Linked DNA regions of Mus musculus: regions 1 and 2 are each linked to region 3. The links are chromatin contacts, called in public promoter capture Hi-C maps. All regions are on one chromosome and are shown on one strand. Each heading gives the region's core, a stretch centred on a gene start, on an enhancer-like site or on the middle of the called end of the contact. The rest is flanking DNA. Distances are from core to core; before and after follow the strand shown. Region 1 holds the start of Kdm5b (lysine (K)-specific demethylase 5B). Region 2 holds the start of Klhl12 (kelch-like 12). Region 3 overlaps Chit1 (chitinase 1 (chitotriosidase)).

Region 1 (4,276 bases), core at 1,614-4,113, 410 kb after region 3:
TCTCATCATTTAGGATCACTACCAGAAATGGAGGAAGCAGCACTAGTAGACCTTGAAAGTTGGGAGAGAAGATGACTAGGTCATAGTCAACTGAGAGACTTCCTAAGTTCGTACCTTCCAGTTACATACCCACAATTCATGTCCAGAGGTCTGAAAATTATAACCTACTTGGTTTGTAGGATGCTAACGTCAAAGGTGAAAGTACTGTCCTTTCCCAAAGCAGAGAACATGACAGAAAGTCAACTCCAGGAAGACCCCCAAACACACACAACGTTTATAACATCCAGGGTCAGGGCCAAGAGCGAAAATAAAGGATTTTTTTTTTTTTCAGTCAATATGACAGGTCATCTGAAATCTTAGCCTTTGGGAATGAGGTCAGCCTGGGCTTCATTGTGAGTTCCAGGCCAGCTTTGGCTACAAGTATGCAATCCCATTTCAATTTTTCCCCCTCAATACATTATCACGGAAAAAAAAATCAGCAAGGTTTAAAAATATGTCAAGCTGGGTGAGGTGACACGTCTTTAATCCTAGCACCTCCGAGTTAGAAGCCAGCCAATATGTGAGTTTCAGGCTAGTCAGAGCTACATAGTGAAACCTTGACTCAAAAATGTGGTAAATTCTATACTTCTTCCCTAGGTTTCCCACGATTTTATAACCTGCTGTATCACCTCATTTTACAATGATTTTTTTTTAATGAACAGATTATTGTCTAAGACAATATTATTGTCTTATTTTATTATTATTTAAGACAATATATGTCTTATTCAGGCTCCAAATCCCTGTAGAGCTAAGAAAAGTTTTGCCTTCTTCAAGAATTGCTGAACTGTTTTAGAGGCCAGGTACTTCGATAGAGCTTATTAAAGACTGGGGCTTTTCTCCCCTTCACTGAAAAATGTTTTGTATTTTTTATATTTAAAAAAATTTTTTAAATGTGTGTTGAGCTGAAGGGGTCTGCAACCCTATAGGTGGAACAATATGAACTAACCAGTACCCCCAGAGCTCATGTCTCTAGCTGCATATATATCAGAAGATGACCTAGTTGGCCATCATTGGGAAAAGAGGCCCCTTGGTCTTGCAAACTTTATATGCCCCAGTACAGGGGAATGCCAGGGCCAAGAAGTGGGAGTGGGTGGGTAGGGGAGCAGGGCGGGGGAGGGTATAGGGGACTTTTGGGATAGCATTTGAAATGTAAATGAGGAAAATAATAAAAAAATAAAAAAAATGTGTGTGTTGCTTGTAGGGGCCAGGAGAGACATCAGAGCCTCTGAGGCTGGGGGTGAAGAGGCAGTTGGGAGCTGATGGGCATTGATCTGGAAACTAAGTTTACATCCTCTAAGGCGGAAGCAAATGCCCTTAATCTGCTGAGCCGGCTCTCTCTGTCTTTGATGCGGAAGCTCATTATGCAGGTCTGGCTGGCCTGGAACTTTGTGTAGGATTAAAGGTGTGCGCCACCACATCTAACTTCTAACTCTTTCCATTTTTAAGCTGAAGAACCATGGTCTCTGTGTGATAGGATATATCTGTAATCCCAGCGTTTAAGAGGTAGAGGCAGGAGGATGATCAGGAGATCAGAGTCATCTTTGGCTATGTAGAGAGTTCCAGGCCAGCCTAGGTCACATTAGTCCTATTAAAATCTAAACCCAGAGGCTGAGTGATGGTCTATTCTGAAGGGAGGGCTGTGGAGCCACTGATCCTTCCTTATACAGTGGCAGGCAGTCTTTCCACGAGTTTGGTTGCTTTCTAGATTAAAGAAATCGCCGGGCGGTGGTGGCACACGCCTTTAATCCCAGCACTTGGGAGGCAGAGGCAGGTGGATCTCTGAGTTCGAGGCCAGCCTGGTCTACAAAGTGAGTTCCAGGACAGCCAAGACTATACAGAGAAACCCTGTCTCGAAAAAACAAAACAAAAAAAAAAAAAAAGAAATTATGTTTGTGTTCAAGTTCTACTTATGACCTGACTTTTTCTGGGGCCATCCCCCATCTTTGGATTTCATGGTTACTTAACCTCTCAGCTCTTCCATTGCTTCCTCTGAAACACTCTGATCTCTTTCTTTCCTTCAGACCTGTTGTACCTTTTAGCCTGTTGAAAATCTTTGTAGCAGAGACATCTCAGGCTCAGCCTGTTCAGGGGTGAATACATCTTCCCTAGAACATGCTCATGGATGCTTGTCCCAGGGATGCCATCTGTCAGACCCTTAGTACGCTATTCTTCTGGTCCCGTCCTAGTCTAACTTTTATTTCCTACAATTTCACTTTAACCTATAGCGCTGCTGAATTTATTTAGGCCCCATCATTCCTTGATTGGATTATTTCAAGATGCTTTTGCTCAAGTCCAACCTTGTATATGTGTAGATTTCTGTGCAACAACCCTACTTTCCAGTAAATAGACTGAACTGTTGGATTTGGTCAAATGCTTAATCCCCTCACAGACTAAACAATCCCGAAAAGCACTTGCACTTTACACAGTGTCTAGGATAAGCAAGTGCTCGAAGAGTTATTGCTCTCCTCATTACTCTATGTGTCTGTCCTTGCTGCTCCTTGTGTTCAAGGTGTTTTCTCTACCTGGAGAATCCTCCAATTTCAGTACTCTGCTTCTCGGGTTTTACTAAGCAAATCTTTCGTGCCAAAATATATGACGTGATTGATGGATTGTAACTCTGTTCTCCCTACTAGACTGTTAACTTCTTGAGAGGAAGAATTCTGAAACTTCAGAGGTTAACTGAAGCATTAAGGATAAACATCCCAGGCGGAAGGCCCCTGCCCCTCCCGGCTAGGGGGCGGGGCGAGACCTGGCTCGGGGTGGCAGCAGGGACTTTTTTCCTCGCCGTGGCGGCGGAGGAGCACTGCGTGGGGTAGCGGCAAGACGTCGTCGGAGGAAGGCTGAAAAAGCCCTAGGTGTTGCCGTTGCTAGTAGAAGTCGGACCTGTCGCCCGAGCTGTGCGTCTGCACGGGTTTCGGACGGAGCGGAGCTCGCTGCCGCGGTTGCGGAGCCTGCCCTGTGCTCGCCCCTGCCCAGGTCGCGGTGATGGAGCCGGCCACCACGCTGCCCCCAGGCCCGCGCCCGGCGCTGCCCCTCGGGGGCCCGGGCCCGCTGGGAGAGTTCCTGCCTCCCCCCGAGTGTCCGGTCTTCGAGCCGAGCTGGGAAGAGTTCGCGGACCCCTTCGCTTTCATCCACAAGATCCGGCCCATAGCCGAGCAGACTGGGATCTGTAAGGTGCGGCCGCCGCCGGTGAGTCAGCCAGCACCCCGGATCCTGCTCGCGGCTGGGGGAGGGAGCGAGGACGCGCGGCCCGGGAGGCCGGAGGCGCGGGGGCGGGGAGCGGTCGTCCCGCGGGCCCGGTCAAGTTTGGGGTGGCTCCGAGGGTCGGAGATGCGGCGGTGGGAGGAAGGCGCGGGGGCCCCCGTCCCGGGTGGGATGTGGGCCGTGAGGACCGCGGGCTCCGGCGGGGCGGCCGGAGGGGGCTAGGTCGGTGCGGCTCCGGGGGCTGGTGCGCTGCACCGCCCGGCAGCGGTGCGGGCTGGAGTGGTTGGCAGCCGCCGGGGTGGTCGCTGGGGAGTCCTCCCGAGCCCGGCTGAGACGCGGGCGCGGAGGCAGGGCTCTGGGCCCGCACGGCTCCGTGGCTGGTCCTCGCCTCCTTCTCGGGGTGCGGGGGTGTGTGATGGGTGGGGGTGGGGGACTTGCGAGTTGTCGTGTGAGGAGGAAAGTTTTCAATATGGCGGCGGGAGCCCCTGGTCCTTTGTGTGGTGGCGGCGTCGGCCCGAAGCTGCCCTCACCTGAGCGCCCCACCCTCCGGACCCGGGTCCCCCACCACCACCTGGTCCCTCGGCCTCTGGGAGTCCCCAGGGCGAGCTGGGCCAGGGGGCGGCCGGCGCTACTGGGGGAGGGGAGGAGCCGCTGGGCCGGTCTGGAGCGGCTGGTTGAGTGGTGGTGGGGGTGCAAGGGTCGGGGTGGGGGGACGACACTTTGAGGATGGTGGGGGCAGGCCAAGCGGCGGGGGCCCTGATGCTCGCAGGTCCTGGCGGACGCTCCCACACGGACTTGGGGCCGGACTGCTTTGCTCCCGGCGCGGGGGGGGGGGGGAGGCCTGGCTGGGGCTGAGGTGGAGAGGCTGTGCTTGTAGGGGAGATGTCAGACGAGCTCTTGGAGATTTCATCCTGGTCCCTAGCTTTCCCTACTCGGCCTTCCCGGCGGGGGCTCTAGCGCCTCGAGCTTGGGGGGCTCTGAGGGGTGGGGTGTCCCCAAGACGGCCCTAACGGCTGCAACGTCCGCGGAGAGC
Region 2 (4,201 bases), core at 774-3,273, 310 kb after region 3:
AGTAGGGTTTCTCTATGTAGCCCTGGCTATCCTGGAACTCACTCTGTAGACCAGGCTGGCCTCAAACTCAGCTATCTGCCTGTTTCTGCCTCTGGAATTAAAGGTATGCACCACCACTAACTGGTGAAAACCTTCCACCACACAACAACGAACTAATAGCTCCCCCCTCCCTTTTTTTTCCACAGTTAACACTGAGAAAAGAGCTTTTTACTGTTGACATTTTACAACTGGGTCTGGCTGGTCTGTTGCTCATTAAATAGGTCCAGGTTTGCCTCAAATCGCATCCTTCTGCTTCTTGAATGCTGGAAATACAAACCTTAGTTAGTATGCCTGGCCACAAAACTGTTTTTACATATTGTATCTTTCCACTTGGATCTGGTTGTTATCCAATACATCTATGTAGCAACTTTCTCCAAGTTTTCCTTGATACTTTTCTGTCTGCCTTCCTGTCTGTGCCTCCTCGCTGTCCTATTTTCTCCTTCCTTCCCTCATCTCACCCCTGGAATGCACACAACCTCCTCTTTAGGCCATTTTTCTCTCTTATGGCTCCAAGAATATCCATACGTGTGCAAGTACACTTTAACCTTTCTTGGTTTCAAACCACACTAATTCATATTTACTTGCTTAAAAGATGTACTCATATACATAAAATAAATAAAATCTTAAAAACAAAAACAAAGAAACTCTCAACCCTCTGACCTTCACCTGTCTTGGGCCTTTCACATGCCAGCCACATTTTCAGCTTTAGTTGTTATTGTTTTCTCCCCTTGAATTTGTTCTCTCCTGCTTTAGTCTCCCAAGTGTGGGTATGCACGTGTAATGTCTAGCTCTCACAGAAATTCTTAAAGAATTTGTGTGTTTTTCTGCTCATCAGGAAAGCATTTGCCTAGATGAAAGAAAAAGGGCAAAGATGTTACTAGGGGAAATGCATATATAAAAGCAGAAGTAGCCAGAGAAGACCAGGAGAACCAGTAGATATGTTTTGTAATTTTAAGATTTTATGTGCATAAATGGTTTGCCTACATGTATACATGAGCACCATGTATGTGCCTGGTGCCCAAGATCGTTAGCTTCTGTTCTAGCTACCTTAAGTTCATCTGCTGTAGTAGTTCTGGGTCCAGATTTGGTGGGGAAGCATTCCTGCCCTGAAGTCTGATGACTACACTACAAAACCTAGACAAAATAGATCTACATTGATCATTTTAACAACTATTTCCAGAGTGCCCTCAACATTTTCTATCAATTCTGCACTCTGTCCACCATATTTAAATGTCAGGAACAGTTTGGGATCAAGAAGCTATGACACGAAGAAAACACTATGTAAAACGAAGACGCTGCCCTCTTGACTACACTTTACTATCCCTAAGAACCAAACGCCGTGCAAAGGAAAACTGGATAATCCAATTAGTCATTCATCTATACTGGAACAAGAAACATCTTTCCCTTCTCAGCCAAAGGCAAAAAGTCAAAATCAACGAAAAGCAAACGTCCTAAGAACCGCAGCACTAATGAACGACCATGGTGAGTCAGAGGAGAGGAGATGGCTGTGGCGTCTTCTTTGAGAAGGGTCTTTGCAGTTTCCCCTACTGCGACCCATTTCTGGTGGCTCAGTCAATCCACAAGTTCCTTTTCCTTGGAGTGAAGGAAGCAATCGCCTCATGGTGACAGGCACATTTAGGACCCTGTGGTTATCCGGGATGGGAAAGTCCTCCCTATGGTGAAGCGGAGCCTGATTCTTCAGAAACCGACCTAGAGAACTCTGAAACCCCGTGGGTCTCCCGAGTGTGGCAGGAACGCAGCCTAGCGCCTGCCATACCGCGTGGGGACCGCCAGTCTTGGGTCCTTCTGGCCTCCAGCGCACTGTCACACGCGGCACTCCCCACCCACCCGTCTACCCACTCTCAGGTCTCTTTTTCTGAGCTCTCAGGTAAGCAGGACTTCTTGGCTCGGCCTCCTAAGGTGACGTAACCCAGGAGAGGCCCGCCCCTCCCGTGGCGTGACGTCATCATGCCGCGCGGTCGCCGTACTCCGAGACTGGAGTTTACCACGGAGACTGCTCCGCAGCGGCTGGTCCGGGCGGCAGCGGCGGCGCTCCGGCTGCTCAGCCGCCTGGGAGCCCGGCGCCTAGCACCTCGGCTCGGACGGCCCAGGAGCCCTGGTGAGTGAGCGCGGCCCTGACACACGGCCTTTCCCTCTGCCCTCAGCCGGGGGCGCGGCCTTCCCCCAACCCGGGTACCCCCCCCAGCCCGGGTCGGTAGGAGATGAGCTGGGGCGCTGCAGGCATAGCGCTGCCTTCTCGGCTTCTCCGGAGCAGCTGCCGCCTGCCCCGGGAGAAGGTTTAACCTGGGAGGAAAGAATTCAGCTGAGAAACAGTAAGGGGACGTTTATTTAGTAAAGCTACACACTCCAAAGATTGGAGTGGGCTTCCTCCGAAGGTAGGCAGTAGCGCATTGGGGTTTTAAAGAAGTTTCTTAAGAATATTAGTGAGGTGTAAGGTATATTCATGCATGAAGGTAAGATAATTCCCTTTCCCTCCCAAATTATAGTGGTCTTCACCTCCTCTTGTAAGGCATTTATCCCCAGCAATCTTGAAAAAAAAAAAAAAAAGCAAGGTATGGGGTGGGAGATTTGGAAACTCCAACACATTGTAATGAAGCCAGTGCCTTTTGAGAATGCAGACCCTTTAACGCGGTTTTGGCAATTTGTTAAGTATCGTTTGCCTTGGTGGAACATCCCAAATACAGTTTTACAGATTTTGACCATGGGAACCTTAGTGTAGTCCCTGCTTAACCGGGAGACACAGCTACCAAGATACTGTTGCAGCTTCCATGATTACCGCATATCTAACTCCTTGCCTACCTAGGTCTCCCTAATACTTGATGGTAAGCTTGGTGTTCTTAGGGGAGAACTCCTTTCTCTCTCTCTCTCTCTCTCTCTCTCTCTCTCTCTCTCTCTCTCTCTCTCTCTCTCTCTCATTGCCTTTTTTCTTCCTTCTAGAATGATTTAGAATGGAACCCCTCTATTTACATATTAGCTGTTCTAGAATGTGTAGTTTTTGAATGGTGAATATATGGTCAGGCTTTGTGCTAGGAGGAAAGTTGCAGCCCTGAGGTTACTGTCATTTATGAAACAAATCTTAAAGTTTAATCACAGGCTGGGCCTTGTGCTAGAACACTAGGAAATCTTCATAATCTTCAGCTCCTGAGAATTCAGCAAATCCCCAGTTTCTTGCATCTCATAGTTTGAAACTATGTTAGCTTAAGCAAACCTTTTAAAAACAAAAAGCATTTACTTTAGCAAGTTGTCTCAGTTTTTGGTTAAATACATGTTGCAGAGTTTGGGGGGGGGGGGGAGTGTCCAGAGTCCTTTTGAAGGAGCTACTGAACAAAAGATGACAATGTAGAATCTCAGTTTTAATCTTAGGAAATTAGGATTGTAGACTTTAGATGAATAGTTTCTTTTTTCTTTGGTTCATTTTAGAAAGTTTTGCATCCTCAAAGGACAGTTTTCATAAGCACCTTCATTGCATCCCCTAGAAAGTGTTCTGAGGAGGAAAATCCCAGGGAGAATCTGAGGCAGGTGGATCTCTGTGAGTTCAAGGCCAGCCCAGTCTACAGAGTAAGATTCAGGATAGCTGGGGCTACCCAGAGAAACCTTGTCTCAAAAAAAAAAAACAAAAACAAAAACAAAACAAAACATAGATACCAAAATCTGAGTGTGCTGGTCTTCTTTGTTTACTTTGTTTCTTTGAAACAAAAGTCTCTTTATGGAGCCCTGGCTGGCCTGGAGCTCATTATGTAGACCAGGGTGAGCTCCAACTTGCAGAAATCTACCTTTGTCTCCTGAATGCTTGGCTTGCATATACCACCACACCTGGCTCTGAAGTCATGTAGAGTTAAATGCATAGTATTTGCATATACCACTTACATACCCTATCAAGACAAGTTCTGGATTACTTATCACATCTAAAACAGTACAGTTATTTACTGTATTTGTGTTGGCTAGTTTTATATCTGTGACAAAAGCTATGGTCATCTGAGAGGAGAGAGCCTTGATTAAGATAATGCCTGCAGAAGATTGGGCTGCAAGCAGTTAAGCTGGTAGGGCATTTTTTAAATTAGTGATTGGTCGGGAGGGGCTTCTCTCACTGTGCCATTCATGGACTGCAGGCCTCTGTAAGAAAGTAGACTGAGCTAGCTGA
Region 3 (3,746 bases), core at 1,233-3,732:
TTTCCTCTCCAGATCTGCAGCTGTCTGCGCACTTAGCGCAGGCTAGGTACCCAGAGGCCGGTGCAGGCTCAGGCCGGTTCCTACTGCCCCTCCCATCTATTCTTGTCAGTCCTCAGAGCTGGTGAGACTCAGCCTTGCACATCTCTTGTCTTTTCAGGAACCCCAAGCTCAAGACCCTGTTAGCCGTTGGAGGCTGGACCTTTGGTACCCAGAAGTGAGTAGACACAGACACGTGGGCAGCAGAACTCGTGAATGGGAATGTGGCACACGGGCAGACAGAGTGGTCCTCAGGGAAATAGGTCAGGCCACAGCATGACAAGGGGTGGGGTCCCAGACCATGGGGCTTTTCCCTCTGGTTCTAGACCCTCAACAGGGTACAATGGCAGCAGCGCAAGCATGACTCCTGGTTGCCATAGAGATAGTCTCATCGGAAGCCTAGAATCTAAAACAGCACAGAGTTCCGACCTCTCCAGCCCCAGTCTTCTCCTCCAGGAAGTGGGGGGAGAGAGACCAGGGATTCCAGACAGCCTGCACTGTGCTTTCTGAGTTCTGAGTGGGATATCTTGTCAGTGAGATTGAGCTTGGCTGCTAAATTATTGTCCATTTCTGTAATTGTTTTTATTTACAGTGATAATAAAACTAGAAATCTAGAAAAAAAATCTACAATATCTAGTTCCCAAAGCTTTAAACACTTAAGAAAATATTTTTGGACCGTAAGACCTTTTGAGAATCTGATTAATGTCATGACTCAACTTCCCAAAATAACACATATTTTTTTATTAACATTGCTAGGATTTTTAGCTTGGCATTATGAGACATGGACCTAAGAATTGACACCATTCATTTAAGTTAGAAGTTAATAAAAGTAAATCAAATTAGAACCAATCTGTAAAAACTTACAATTCTTAAGAAGCCTAAGCATTCTTTGGGGTCCACTGGGGAAGGAAGATGGGGGAGAGGGGTCCACAGGCTAATGTGGAGATTGGGGAAGAGCTCTGTAGAGTACAAAGGTAACCTGCCAGGGAGCTCAAATGGGGGTCCCCAGGTTCCCAGCTCCCCGCTAGTCTCCTTATTTGTCCCCCTAACTACATGGGAAACAATCTGTGCAGGGAGGAGGAGAGGGTGGGGATAATTTTGACAACGAGACAGTCAGGGACTGCAGGGGGATTGGAGCAGCCCCAGTGACAGTGACATTAGGGTTAGAAAGCACTTCTGTTGTTCCTTTTCTTAACCAGGCCCTTAACCTGTCAGCAAGTACCCCAGCAGCCCCCAGGAACCCTAGAACCCTTTCTTGTCTAAACATGTGATTGGGACCCCGAGAACTCTCCTATTCACCCTTGAGCAAGACAGTGACCTGTCTAGCCCCAGTCAGGCCACACCCCTTCCATCATTCCACAGGTTCACAGACATGGTGGCCACCGCCAGCAACCGGCAGACCTTTGTGAAGTCAGCCCTAAGTTTCCTGCGCACTCAAGGTTTTGATGGCCTTGACCTTGACTGGGAGTTCCCAGGTGGACGTGGGAGCCCCACAGTAGACAAAGAGAGATTCACAGCCCTGATACAGGTATGGCTGGGAGGGACTAGGGTCATTCAGTCTGCCGAGTGACTCAGGGTGGTGGTCCTACCCCAGTGCCAGCAGCTTCAGACTGCAGAATGTGAACACCTATCAGGGAGTGGGTAATAGCATAGAGGGTCCTGCTAGCTCCTGCCTCTACCTTCATGCTGTTCTTCCCACAGGACTTGGCCAAAGCCTTCCAGGAGGAAGCCCAGTCCTCAGGGAAGGAACGCCTCCTTCTGACTGCAGCTGTACCGAGTGATCGAGGCCTGGTGGATGCTGGCTACGAGGTGGACAAGATTGCCCAGTGAGTCTCATGAATCCCTATGTTCTCCAAGGCTGGAGCAGCCCAGGGTGGTTGAGCATTCCAGAAACAAAGCAGATCTCTGCTTGCAAGGCATGACTTCCAGTTGTTATCACGCAACTGAGAAGTCACTGCTTTCTGTGTTGGCTACACTGCACTATTTCAGATCCTTTCTGTGGGTGTGTGGGGATGGTTAGGTGGTCTTTGTTCTTCCCTTCCTCTGGTACTCACAAGGTTCAAGAAAGAACACACTTGGGGCAGGAGGAGGGAGATCACAACCCTTAAGCATCTCCAAGAATATGGGAGGTCACATGCTAGCTCCTCGGTGGGGTGTGTGGAGCTGCAGCCCCTATGACACTTGAGAGATGGTACACCGGTGCATGCATTTATTCCCAGCATTCAGGAGGTGAGGGCAGGCAAGTCCCTGTGAGTCTGAAACCAGCCTGCTCTTCACTGATTTCCAGGCCAGCTACATAGAGAGAGATGCTGTGAGTGTGAGTGAGTGTGTGTGTGTGTGTGTGTGTGTGTGTGTGTGTGTGTGTGTGTGAAAGCTTGTTAGAAATGCAGCCTGCTGAGTGAACGCCTACATTTTAGTGAGATTCTCAGGGGACTTATGAAATGTTAACGCTTTGGAAGCACTGAGCTAGATTGCTTCCAAAATGGCAAAATCGAACCAGCTCTCTCGCACAGAACAGAAAACACCTGAGGGTGCTGACGTGGGCGGTGGGGGGCAGGACATCGAAGACAATGTCCAACACCACAGTGGGAATGGGAATGGTCTGAGGGTGAGGGATAGAGAATGTCCTTATCTCTCCTTCTTGTTCCCACCCCTTCCCATGTCTCCTGCAGGAGCTTGGATTTCATCAACCTTATGGCCTACGACTTCCACAGCTCCTTGGAAAAGACCACAGGGCATAACAGCCCCCTCTACAAAAGGCAAGGAGAAAGTGGGGCAGCCGCTGAGCAAAACGTGGTGAGTGGTTGGTGGGATGAGGCGGGGGTCTTCTGTCCAGCAGGACCTGGGTAGTGGCCTCGTTTGAACCCCAGTTCCCTAATGGAAAACAAAACCAGGAAAACCAAGGACGACACCAAGGACCAGGCTTTTCCTGTTGTCTTGTTTGCTGGCTTTATTCTGTCCCATGCCATTTCTGAGGGGAAGGTGTCACTTCTCTGCAGGATCTTAGCTGACAACAGAGCAAGTCACTTTAATGACATCAGACACACAAGGGACTGATGTGGAAGCTTCCTTGGAACTTGACTCTACAGCCAGTATGACCCCCACATGTTTCACATCCATCCTTGCCCAAGGTTGATAACACTGCAAGGGACATCACTTGAGGAGGAACAACCAGGCCCTGGAAGGGCAGACTGGTCTTAAACTGGAGCTGGGATTTCCTGCCCAACTCTTTCTCTCTGAGAAGTCTGGATAGCTTATATATGCCCAGACTATAGTCACAGGTCAAGAATAACGATTCTTTCTTAAGAAAGAATCATTCTTAAGAAAGAAACGATTCATTTCTCTTTCTTAAGACAGCCACCATGGCACTCCCTAAATTTGGAATGCCTTTTGCTTTTGGTGTCCTGTATCTGAGAGGGCAGGAATAGGACATTTTTATCTCTCTGGCACTTTCACAAAGTTAATACTGTGGGTTAGAGGGCCACATCAGGCCTGACTGTGTACCTCATCTGGAAAACAGAATGGGTTTTGAAGGAAGCTAAACAGCTCAGTTCAGTGGAGGACACAAAGACACAAAGCTGATTGCTGTTTGGGGCTGAGCCCATCAGCCGGGTATTCTCTGGGCTGGAAAAGGAAGGGTTTTGCCTTTGACCACATGTCTTCTACTTGCCAATTGTGTGTCTGAGAACTGCTTCTGGCCAGTCTCCCCT

The links. Promoter capture Hi-C pulls out the DNA fragments that hold promoters and counts their contacts.
Region 1: a contact with region 3 is called in a promoter capture Hi-C map of hippocampal neurons, with 2.2 times the contacts expected there. The contact joins the promoter of Kdm5b here to the enhancer-like site in region 3. A contact is called at or near these places in 5 of 39 promoter capture datasets (the C10 cell line, hippocampal neurons, neutrophils and 2 more), 1 of 15 datasets of contacts at CTCF or cohesin (large pre-B cells) and 1 of 115 datasets of contacts at active chromatin or transcription factors (pancreatic cancer cells).
Region 2: a promoter capture Hi-C map of hippocampal neurons shows a contact between it and region 3, with 3 times the contacts expected there. The contact joins the promoter of Klhl12 here to the enhancer-like site in region 3. A contact is called at or near these places in 3 of 39 promoter capture datasets (embryonic stem cells and hippocampal neurons), 3 of 484 Hi-C or Micro-C datasets (cerebellum, embryonic stem cells and liver), 1 of 115 datasets of contacts at active chromatin or transcription factors (pancreatic cancer cells) and 3 of 9 other capture datasets (adipose tissue, embryonic stem cells and pancreatic islet).

Annotation. Positions count from the first base shown.
Region 1 is chr1:134,557,315-134,561,590 of GRCm38.p6, forward strand. It overlaps Kdm5b (lysine (K)-specific demethylase 5B), which reads left to right and starts at 2,864. Exons shown (of 27, transcript NM_152895.2): 1 at 2,864-3,228. The coding sequence starts at 3,025. It also overlaps a transcript of Mgat4e not described here.
Region 2 is chr1:134,453,508-134,457,708 of GRCm38.p6, forward strand. Klhl12 (kelch-like 12) reads left to right here and starts at 2,024. Exons shown (of 12, transcript NM_001311136.1): 1 at 2,024-2,158.
Region 3 is chr1:134,143,854-134,147,599 of GRCm38.p6, forward strand. It overlaps Chit1 (chitinase 1 (chitotriosidase)), which reads left to right. Exons shown (of 12, transcript NM_001284525.1): 5 at 158-214; 6 at 1,399-1,564; 7 at 1,738-1,862; 8 at 2,709-2,832. Among named protein-coding and RNA genes, the nearest start is that of Chit1, 34 kb to the left of the region's middle. Within about 2 kb of position 2,483, at least 6 of the 459 cell types and tissues checked have an H3K27ac peak or open chromatin away from gene starts, as enhancers often do. A contact at or near this core is called in hippocampal neurons, where this site is marked.